Linked DNA regions of Pan troglodytes: region 1 is linked to region 2. The links are chromatin contacts, called in public Hi-C maps. All regions are on one chromosome and are shown on one strand. The core of a region is the stretch at or near the end of the contact, and the rest is flanking DNA. Distances in the headings are between cores, read along the strand shown.

Evidence for each region. A called contact is a pair of places that touch in the nucleus more often than the background predicts.
Region 1: a Hi-C map of induced pluripotent stem cells shows a contact between it and region 2, with 2.0 times the contacts expected there. The contact joins the promoter of MECOM here to the enhancer-like site in region 2. A contact is called at or near these places in 1 of 7 Hi-C or Micro-C datasets (induced pluripotent stem cells) and 1 of 1 datasets of contacts at active chromatin or transcription factors (stem cell-derived excitatory neurons).

What each region holds. Positions count from the first base shown.
Region 1 is chr2:172,816,179-172,822,106 of NHGRI_mPanTro3-v2.0_pri, reverse strand. MECOM (MDS1 and EVI1 complex locus) reads left to right here and starts at 2,465. Exons shown (of 16, transcript XM_016942279.4): 1 at 2,465-2,825. The coding sequence starts at 2,789.
Region 2 is chr2:172,372,179-172,377,431 of NHGRI_mPanTro3-v2.0_pri, reverse strand. The region is part of intron 2 of MECOM (MDS1 and EVI1 complex locus); the gene reads left to right. Among named protein-coding and RNA genes, the nearest start is that of MECOM, 440 kb to the left of the region's middle. Within about 2 kb of position 1,606, at least 1 of the 24 cell types and tissues checked has an H3K27ac peak or open chromatin away from gene starts, as enhancers often do. A contact at or near this core is called in induced pluripotent stem cells, where this site is marked.

The DNA of each region.
Region 1 (5,928 bases), core at 1,216-3,715, 440 kb before region 2:
GCCAACCCCCCTTCTAGAAAAGTTTAAAAGACAGGGACCTTTAAATTTGGAGGTTCGGAGACTCTGATTCACTTCAGTCTTCCACCTCCCACCCAGTTCCCCTCACAGAACCCACCCCCTACCTCCCCAACCCTCCACGTGGTTTATAATTTCTCAGCAGCAACAGCAAGCTCAGCTTCACATGTGGGTCTTGCATTTAATCTCAGAGTTTGGTACCTTGGTCCCCTCCTTTCCTAGGAACATTTCTTGCACCCCTCTTAACCTCCCGTCTCCAAGGGAACCCAGATATAGACAGACCCCCTGGGGATGAGGTGAAAGGGATTAGCCGGAGGAGTGGAGGGGAGGATGGCGGTTCTTTTCTTTTTTCTTTTCTTCTCTTTCTTTTTTTTTTAAGCTACCTTGGCGGTTGGGCACCAAGGCAAGGTGCTCAGCCACCCCTGGGGTGCCTGGCAGGGAAGGTGAGGATTGGAGGGACAAGACCTAGATTTTGACAGCTGGGATCTTCAGATGCTGCTGGTCTGTCTCCTGGCCTACGGGATGGTCCCTAGAGAGTCTCTTACACCGATCAGAAGCAGCCTTATGAACTTCTTGCCAGTCAGCCTAGTGTTTTTCTCTCCCTAGAGATTTTGTCCCCCCTTCCAAAGGCTCTCAAGACCCATTTCTCCGTTTCCTCTGAGGACATTTGCTGGTCAGAGGGTAGGCACCTCTCCATCTAAACTGAGGGAAGCTGGTGGAGTCACATTTTGGGGGAAGTTTCAGAGTCAAAGACCTGTGGGAACCTAACAGAATGTTGGAATGGCTGGTGCTTTTGCACACACCAAATGTGTTAGCACACTCACCTTTATGCACAGGACAGCGGGAATTCTAGGTCTGGAAAAAACCCAGGTGCCTCTTTAATTCAGAGTGGATAATAGAGTTCTCTTGTGCCCACGCGTGTGGGCACTAGAGCCTTCTCTTTTGGAAGTTGTTTTACTCCTGTTGTGAGTAATTCCCTCCTTTACCTTCCTACTTCCCTTCCTCACATTTCAACCTTATACATCTGTCTCCCTTGAGACCTGTAGCTTGGTTCTCCAGGGACCTCTATCTTACAGCCAAATGCCCCCAGAATTACACAGCTCTGGATAAACGAAAACGGTAGGCATCCTTAACAAGGACAAATTCTTTGAACTTTGATTCTCTTGAATAAAGAGATTTGCAGGCCATTGATACCCTTTGGGGTTGAACCTTGTTATTTGCTCTCTCATGCCTGCAGTCCTAGATTTGATAATAAATACCAACAGGTACGACTGGGCATTCTCAATGATTCCCCTTTCCCTCCACAGCCTTTGCCAAACTCATGCCCAGGACCTGCTTTTCTTTTCCTTTAACTTGAACATCAAGGATGTATTGTTGCAGCACGGAGACTGAAAAGATTGTAATTTTCTTTTATGGTGTCTGGCAGGATTTGCAACAGATATTAATGGGGACATAAATAGCACATGGAAGGTATTGAACAAAACTGTTTAATGCAAGAAGGTTGTACCAAAAGAAAATCTATACCTAGTTGGGATTGATTCATACCTTGTACACAGCTAGCCCCTTTAGGAATTCCCATTTCTGAGTGGCACTTCATTGGTAAATCCTGTAATTAAAGGAAATTTCAACAACGTATTTTTTTAAGAGTGTGTGATTTTCCTCCCTACTCCTCTTTCTTTTGACCCCGAGGTTGTAGGTTTAAGCGAGTGAGTGAAAATGGCAGGCAAGCAGAGCTGCATCGGGAGGCGACCGGGACAGCAGTGGGGGAGGCCGGAAGGTGACAGCCGACCTCTGAGAAAGCAGGAGGTCTTTGGATGTCAAATGCCAGCGCCGGCCCGGACCCGGGAATCAAGGGTGATCATTACTACTTGGTAGGGAAAGAATACTGAAATGTCCCAAGGATGGCAGCAAGCATTGGTATTACAGCTAAAATCGAGGAAAAAACCAGTTATTTATTCTGCTTACAACCCTGAAAGCGGAAGCCGCAATAGCTTCAGTAGCAGTAGCAGCGGCAGCAGTAGATTTCTCAAGTTCAGGATGATTCTCACTTTCTCCTGGATTATTAGCCGAGGGTCCAGCCCTTCTAGTTCTTTAATAGGAGAAGGGTTTTTAAAAAATGTTTTTAAAGTTTTTTTCCCCCCTGGCTTCTTGCTTCCCTCGTAGATGGTATAGAAAAATGTCTGCAATTTATGGTGGGAAAAACAATAACAATAATCATGATACAAGCTTGTTGGCGATTCTAACATGGAATCAATCCTCTGCCCAAGCCTTTTCAATTCCCCCCTCCCCTTTTTTTGGGCGAGGTGTCTGCTCCCCTCTGGCTCCCTGCGTTCGCTCCCCGCCCCCCGCCGCCCTCCCCGCGGCTCCCTTTCTCCGCCTCCTCGGCGATTGCCATCTGACAAGATCTCCAAATCAAAGTGATAAATCGCTCCAAACTTTTTTTGGCGGCGCTGAGATGTTGGAGGGGCGTCTAGCGCGCATGTGCGAAGGTGTCCAAACTGACAATGCTGGAGAGATAGCGAGTGTGGATTGAGAGAAAGGGAGAGAGGGAGGGAGAGAGAGTGAAAGAAGAAAATACAGAGAGTGAGTGTGTGGAAGAGAGAGAGAGAGAGAAACAGGAGAGAGAGAAACAGGAGGGAGGGAGAGAGAGAGAGAGAGAGAGAGAGAGAGACAGGAGAGAGAGGGAGGGAGCGAGAGGGAGAGCAAAAGAAGGAAAGGATCCAAGAAAAAAAAGCCCCAACCACACACCAGCGGCTGCAGGACTGGGCACAGCATGAGATCCAAAGGCAGGGCAAGGAAACTGGCCACAAGTAGGTGCAATATCCCTTTTCTATTGGCTTTTCCCCCTCCTCTGCCATCTTGCATATCTGTCTCTAGCGCTCCGGGAGGGAGCGCGGGCTGCCTCTTGCGCCGGGGCCCCGGGTGGAGGGCAGGCGGAGCGCAGCCCCAGCAACCTGCCGGTTCCAGTCTCTGCTCCCGGTCGCCCGCGCTCTCGCTCCCGGGTTGGGCGCCGGAGGAGCCTGGGCAGCCCTCAGTCCCGCGCACCGACCAGCTGTGGCAACCCCGGGGTGGGGGTGGGGGTGGGGGCAGCAAAGACTAGGGGTGGGAGGGAGGAGAGAGCGCGAGAGTGAGCGCGAAGGGGTGGGGTGGGGGGGAAGAGAAGAGGAGAAAGTCTCCCCCTCCCCTCCCCTTCCCCCCAGGCGGGGGAGAGTTGCCTCTGGCCAACCAGCTAGTCCCGGGTGTGGGAGGAGGGGGGCGCGGGGGATGGGGGGGCGGGCAGGAGAAGGGAGCCTTTTCGAGCCTCGGTTTGTTTCTGGGGTTTGGGTAGGGTAGGCGGCTCAGAGGGAGCCACAGTGGCGGCGGCGGCGGGCGGCTGTGGTGGAGTTGGGAAAAGTTGCGAGGCGGCCGCTGGAAGTTGCGCGGGCGGGCGGGTGGACTGCGCCGAGCCGCGGCTGCGGTAGTGGGCGCTGTGCGCTCGGCCATGCTCTGCGGCGCGGCGCTGCGCGGCGGGAGGACTGCGGCGGGGAGTAGGGGACACCAAGGTGGGGGCTGAGATCGCGGGGTGGGGGCGGGGGCACGGGCAGAGCAGAGCAGAGCTACCGGCTCCGCACAGCCACGCGCAGGTGGGGAGGAAAGAGGCCCAGCGAGCGCTCGGACGTGGGGAGAGAAGAGGCCCAGCTAGCGCTCGGAGAGCCGGGAGTGGAGGGCACACAGCCAGCGGCGGCAGCCTAGGAGCAGGAGGCAGAGAGGGCGCGCTGCGACCCGCGCACCTCGGGCTGGCTGGGCGCCGAGCAAACCCCAGGGGGCGGGCTGCCAGAGCGTTGGGCCGCGGAGAGGGCGCAGCGCAGCCTCCGGCGCTTCGTCTGGGTGCAGCCTGGGTCCAGGGTCAATAACCCTCCCCGGCGCCCCCTGCCTGCCCGGCGCGGAGCGGCCTTGGTCTGGCGGGATGTGGGCTAAGGGGTTTGGGGAGGGGGCGGTGGGAGTCCCATCCCCCACTCGTACAGCAAAAGTGTTGGATGACTCGCCTGGCTTTGCCGGCGGGGCCCACACTTTCCCACACGGTGTGATGCTCCGCCAGGACTGTAGACGACAGAGCTGCGTTTGTCCAAATGCTTCTACTTCGAGTTGAAGGGGACTCAGGGGCACTGAGCCCTGGAGCGGCTGGGAGCGCTCTTCCTTGAGGTGTCAATAGGCGGGGCTGGAGCTGCCTCGGGAGTGGACAGGCCGCGGTTCTCTCTCCCACACTCGCACTCGCCGAAAACAGAACTCTCTAATTGTGTTGTTTACGGAACGCAGAAATGAGAGATCGGAGATGGGTGGGATGCTTCTCCCCAGTGAAATCCCAGTCTCCCCCCGCGCGACCCTCGCACATTAGAACCAAATACGGTAGGTATCGTATCCACGCCTCCTTGCTCACTGCGTCCCTGCAGCAGCCCGGGAAGTCGGCGGCACCTCAGCAGGCTCGGCTTCGCGGGCAGTGGAGTCGGCGGTGTAGCCCCGCGAGATGCTGTCATCCCAGGCGCCTTTCCAGTGCTTTGTGCAGTCCTCACCCAAGCACTCGTACACTCCCCGATACATTTCCTTTCCCCTGGGTCTGAGAAATCAACCTAAATATAGGGCTCTTTGGGTCATCAGTCCATCTGTTTCTCTTTTGGGTATTGTTCTTTACACTCGCTGCTACAGTGTCAAAGGGCGCCGGTGGAACTGTTTTCCCTGTTTGCTTTTAAATGAGGCCGATGTCTTTATTTTCATCTGAAGGGAAATAAATGTACATATACTTGAGGTTTGCGGGCTTCGATTTGGACTAAAGGTTGGGAGAGAGAGAGTGTGTGTGTGTGTGTGTGGGGGGGGAGTTGGCGGGAGTGGGATGGTGGGTGGGGGTGGGTAGCCCTTTTCAACCATGCCTAAGTTGTGAAGTGAAAGCTTAAGGCTTCGCGCCGCAACTCACTGCCCGATAACTTCTGAAGTGAAAGCAGAACACAAAACCCTTCGAATTTTCTTGAGCAACTTTTTCAACTATTTTAATTGCCAAGCAAGACATATGATGCCGTCTTAAAATATTCCCGCACGCACAGTCCACTCAACATCCAGAAACTGAGCCTCGTTTCCGATCTGATGATACTTGTCATTCAACCGGTGGGAGACCCATTTATTTTGTCCCTAGGGTCTCTAAGGATGCCGCTGCCGCTTTCTGATAGCTAGATCTCAACTCTTACAAACTTTTACTAAGCCTCAGATTCCCGCTTGCACTACTCCAGCTGTTGCTGCCGCAGCTGCCTTTCTCAGACAGAAGCGCTGCGTTGCAATTCTTCAGTTACAATCTGGGTAATAAAGGAAATCATATTAAAACTACAGATTTTTGTATTTTAAAGCGCGATTTCCTTCCCCTGAGTAGCGCGTGGCGGAGATGGTTGGTGACCCCTGCGGTGCAATCATCCAACGAAAACTTCACTGCTCTGCACCAGTTTTTCTTTTTCTGGGTTTAGAAGGGGCGTTGTGACTACAATACTTTAAAAAACAAAACTACCTTTATTGTGGCAAGAGAAAACATTACAATGGAAACAAATTACATATAAATAGTTGTTTTCTCGGTAGCTTGTTGTTCTTTTTGTCTTTTGTAAATTTCTTTGGTGGTCTTAAGTCCTGATTTGGCCTTGGCTACAGTACAGGAGCCCATGGACCTAGACCAGAGACCACGGACCCTGAAAATACCCACTGAATCTACACCGAGATTGAATGCACAACACAGTTTGCAACTTGTAAGGCTTGCGTTTTATACAGTAGTTGAAACCGATAAATTCGTTGTAAATCATTTGGGAAGGTTAAAAAATTTAATTAAAAATAAAATGAAAGGCAGGAAGATTGACATTCCTAGTGCCTAACGCCCCTGAATTTTATTTCCATCTTTAAGAA
Region 2 (5,253 bases), core at 357-2,856:
TTTCATCGTATTACCCAGACTCATCTTGAACTCCTAAACTCAAGTGATCCACCTGCCTCAGCTTTCTAAAGTGTTGGGATTGCAGGCATGAGCCACCGTGCCCAGTCTTATTTTCTAACTATATAGTTAGAAAATGTATATTTATTTACTTATATTTATATTTGTTAAAATGTATATAATTGGAATATATTATATATTAGAATTATACATATTAGAATAATATATATATTAGGTCCTTTAAAAAAACTTAATGAGATGGTTCCTAGGTTAGGAGGTAAACTTATAGTTAACTGTATTCTTGATAAAAAATTAGGATGATTTTATATATGTATATACATGCTATTATTATATATAACAAACTAATGTATATAATATATATATACCATTATATATATACACACACCTATATATGTAATTTAAATTTATGATGACAGTGGATTTGGGCATGCAAGTGTGACAGAGAACTTTGTCTTTCTCTCACTCCTTCTACACCACACACCCACCCCTACATATGTAGCTACATATGTGTGCTCAAATATATAGTGGTGTATATATAGCATCCTGATTTTTTGCCAAGAAGAAAGTTAGCTATAAGTTTACCTTCTAACCTAGGAATGATCTCATTAAGTTTTTGTTTTGTTCTGTTTTGTTTTTAAGACGGAGTCTCGCTCTGTCGCCCAGGCTGGAGTGCAGTGGCGCCATCTTGGCTCACTGCAAGCTCCGCCTCCCAGGTTCACGCCATTCTCCTACCTCAGCCTCCCGAGTACCTGGGACTACAGGCGCCCACCACCACGCCTGGCTAATTTTTTTGTATTTTTAGTGGATATGCGGTTTCACCATGTTAGCCAGGATGGTCTCGATCTCCTGACCTCGTGATCCACCCTCCTCGGCCTCCCGAAGTGCTGGGATTACAGGCGTGAGCCACCGCGCCTGGCCTATTAAATTTTTTTTTAAAGGACCTAATATAGATTGATATTCAAGTTGAGCCAGAGCTATAAAAAGCTAAGTACCTCTGTCTATGAAATTATTTTCAACTAATTCCTTTGATTCTGTGATACTTCGGTGTTTGCTGTTATAGCGAGATGAGGATAATGCGCTGAATTTTATAGTTGTTGCAAAAAGCCCACAGCAGCAACACTGGGGCCCCACAGACACATATCCGAGATCATGACATAGCTCAGGAGACAGCACACACACACACGCAGCTATATACGTAGGGGTAGGTGTGTGGTGTAGAAGGAGGCGGAGAAAGAGAAAGTTCTCTGTCACATTTGCACGCCCAAATCCACTGTCATCACAAATTTAAATTGGATATGGTGCAACATTGTCTGTCAAAATAAAACTGTAAGAGTAAGTAAAGAGAGAACTTTTTAATTCCCTGAATGATTTTGGGCAAGCAGTAGTAGGCTTTTTGATGCCTAATACAGAATGATTAAGAAATAAAAGTTAACACTGATATGGACTGCATTCTGTAGTATGTGAACACAAAAAGGATACTTTCCTAATTGGATACAGTATTCAAAATTCCACAAGTTCTGAAGTCACTGTGTGAGACCACAGGTTACAGGCTTTTCTGAGAGACACTCTGCCTCCCCCTGCCTCACCCTGGATGCATAGCACTCCTTGATTTGTAAAATACTCATTCCAGTCAAAAGGGAAGTGTCCTTTTGTGATCCCTGGCATCACTTCCTGTTTTTCCTTGTAAACTTCCCACCCAAGCTGTGGCATTATTGGGATCATTGCCCGAAGTAACTTTCCATTACATTGACAAGTCAAGTGCATACATCTGATTTGAGTGTCATCCTTCCTCCAGATTTCAAAAATTCTACTGCAAATTAAACAACCCAGCTCTTGTGATCCCTGTTGAAAGTTTTATCTTCTTAAAGATCATTCTGAAAAATGAAATTTTTTCATGTCACACAATTTTGATTAATGGATCCTTTTTTTTCCTGTAACTTTTCAGAATTTGTAGACTTCTTAAACCTAATTTATTTTAAAAGCACACAGTAAGATGTCTCTTCCCATTAAAATAAAAATATATTTCTCTTTTGGATTATCAACCTATAAGCTATATTACTAAACTTTTAGCTTTACATGATTTATAGTAGTCAAATGATTACTGCCGTAAGCATTAATTTCACTATAGAGCTATTAAAATATTTAATTAGAGTCACTGAGAATTTAGGATGTATAATAAAATTGTTGTCAAGGCCATGTTGTAAATTCTGATTATGTTTGTAGATGAATGAGAAAAACTACCCTATGCTGAAATTTTTATAAATTTTGAAATTATGGGGATTTTATATATATATATATATAACATATATATTTTATTTTATAAAATAAAATATGTAAAATAAATATATATATAGTTTTTTGAGATGGAGTCTCGCTCTGTTGCCCAGGTTGGAGTGCAGTGGTGTGATCTCGGCTCACTGCAATCTCCACCTCCTGGGTTCAAGTGATTCTGCTGCCTCAGCCTCCCAAGTATCTGGGATTACAGGTACGTGCCACAGTGCCCAGCTAATGTTTGTATTTTTAGTGGCGACGGGGTTTTGCCATGTTAGCCAGGCTGGTCTCGAACTCCTGACCTCAGTGATCTGCCCGCCTTGGCCTCCCAAAGTTCTGGGATTACAGGTGTGAGCCACCGTGCCCGGCCTATTTATTTATTTTTAAACATTTCATGTATATAGCAGTGAGGTTATGTTAATTGTGCATAATTTACGAAAATGCTAAATATTTTGCTTTTTAAAAATCTTTCTGAACTTAAGCAGTGTTATCTTTAAGTACAATGTTCTAGTTTATTACAAACCCAAAATGTAATCCTATATCAGAATCTTTCCTTTGTGTTATATATTTTATTGTCTCCACAAAAATGTTTTATTAAAAAAAAAAGACTCCAAGAGTCTAGCTATAGTTCATGTATGCAGGCAAGAGGTGGGAATTCTCTGTGAATGTCAAATAGAAGTGAATACAAACCCATGTAGTCATGTTTACTCAGGTGCCAAAATCCAGATCATTCTGTTATGAGTTCATCTTCTAAATATATGGCTCTGGCTATCTGTGGATCATCCACCCTCCTGTTATCTACTTGTGCAAGGAAGTCAAAATCAACCCACAGAGATGGGGTATCTGTCAGTTGTTCTCTATGGTATCATACCTGTTTATTTGTGTGGCTAGTAGAGACTAAACTACCTCAGTAGATTTTTATGACTTAAATTATAGGGTAATATATTTATTCTGTTTTAAGTACTCCGTGTAAATGGTGGCCATGGAGATAGCTTAATGTGCATTTTTGTTTTTGTTTTTTTTTACAGATAAACACTGTCAACTTTTTATTGATCTACCTACAGTATTTTTGCTATGCATATCTGTATATCTCTTTTGCAAAATTAAGATTGCATTTTCATAATTTTATAAACTATTTTTCTTATCAATATATCGTGAAATTTCACAAGGCTTTTCCCCAATATTGTAAAGTGTTTTCATGAATATTATTTTAATGTACTAGATTGAAACATATAGAATTAGTAATATTTAATGTTTTTTAACCTATAATGTACTTTTTTTTTTTTTTTTTACTAGAGAAGGTTTGTGTAAATTAGCAGTACATTCATTTCTTCTCATTTCAGAAATAGCAAAAATGTATGCAGGAAATGGGGGAAGCCAGAAGACCTTGCAACCTGGCAGCCAGTGGTCAGATGTCATTTCAGAGATTTGGGAAGGTTTCAACTATTGCTTTTAAGATACACCTATGCCTAAACACCACTAGAAATGACACAACTTATTTCTATCCCATAGGCTTGAAATAAGTAAGAGAGAGTTGCTATGAATTTGGTTAAAAGAGTAAACCTAGTGAGAAAAAAAGTAGTTTAGATGGTCATCATTTTGACATCAAATGATGGCAACCAAATAAGGTTATTTTCACCATCTTACCATCAGAAAAGAAAGATTCAGGATTTGGAAATCAATGAAAGCAGCCAGAAAACTTTCCTATTGTGCAACAAACAAGACATGGAAACACTCGTGAGTTGACTCTACTCAGAGGTCCAGAAAAATTAAGGTTGACACTAAAATAACTTTGGCTTACATACGACTCATGGCAAATGCTAAATAATGAAAAAATATGTCTTTTAGGTCTAAAATTTTCTGGGTTGTGAGAAAACATGAAGCATAAATCATATCAAACTATTCCTGGCATTAGGCCTTCAGGATGCATTTGTTTGAAATCAAGGGCCAAATTGCCTGGAAGAGCGAAAACTGCTAGATGCCAGCTGAGGCGGAATGCCAGCCTTGGAACTGACACATCATTTCTGGAGAGATCCATATGCACGACCCTAGTTTGTCTTCAAAGTGGTTCCCTTGAATTGATTTTGTAAATTAACAATATTAGGCCTTCTGTAGGATAGAAAGTGCATTAGTCACACTGCTCTTACTTTACCCAGCAAGGAAATCTATTGTTCTTTTGTAATAAAATGGTTCTGGAAGGGGTGAGGGTGATTTTGCCACATCAGGTAAAAGGAATCACATTTAGTTTTCAGGCAGGTTTAATGAGGAATTTTAATAATAAGAGTAAAAAGTCAATGAGCATAACTTCACTAAACAACTCTTAAAGGAAAGCTGAGCCGGCTCTTGTTTTCACAAGTCTATGTAACCATCGTTGAATGGGTTCCAAGCATCAATTGTTCCCAGTGAGTAAGGACATAGGATATGGCAAAAACTCACAGCAATTTATTACCAGAATGTTTTAAAAGAAATGGAGGATTTCAGAAAACAAGGAGCTCCACGGATTCATGTTTAAATTCACCACAAATGATTAATCTTTGTGTTCCATTTTTTGTCCAAGGTCGGTTTTACACACCATGTAAAATTGCTTCTTTTGAAGAAAGTCTGCTTTTTAAAAAAAAAAAAAAAAAAAGGAAAGAGGAGGGGGAAAAAAAGACAATAAGTCTCCTGGAAAATACTTCATAAGGCTTTTTTTTTCACATTAGTGTTTTGTTCTTTACTTTTGGAGGAGTTTAATCTGAGGAATATTGTGCAAGGAATAGAGTGGAATATAAAATAAAGTTAAACAAACATGGCTACTTTCAATAAATGATACTGATTTTCTAACAACTGCCTATAAGAAAAGCCTGGGCCTTTAGGCTTTTAGTTTTCTAAATCTTCACATGCTCTGATTTTTGCAGAGGGTATTCACATTATATATATGTGTGTGTATATATATGTATATATATTTATAATGTAGATTTTGTA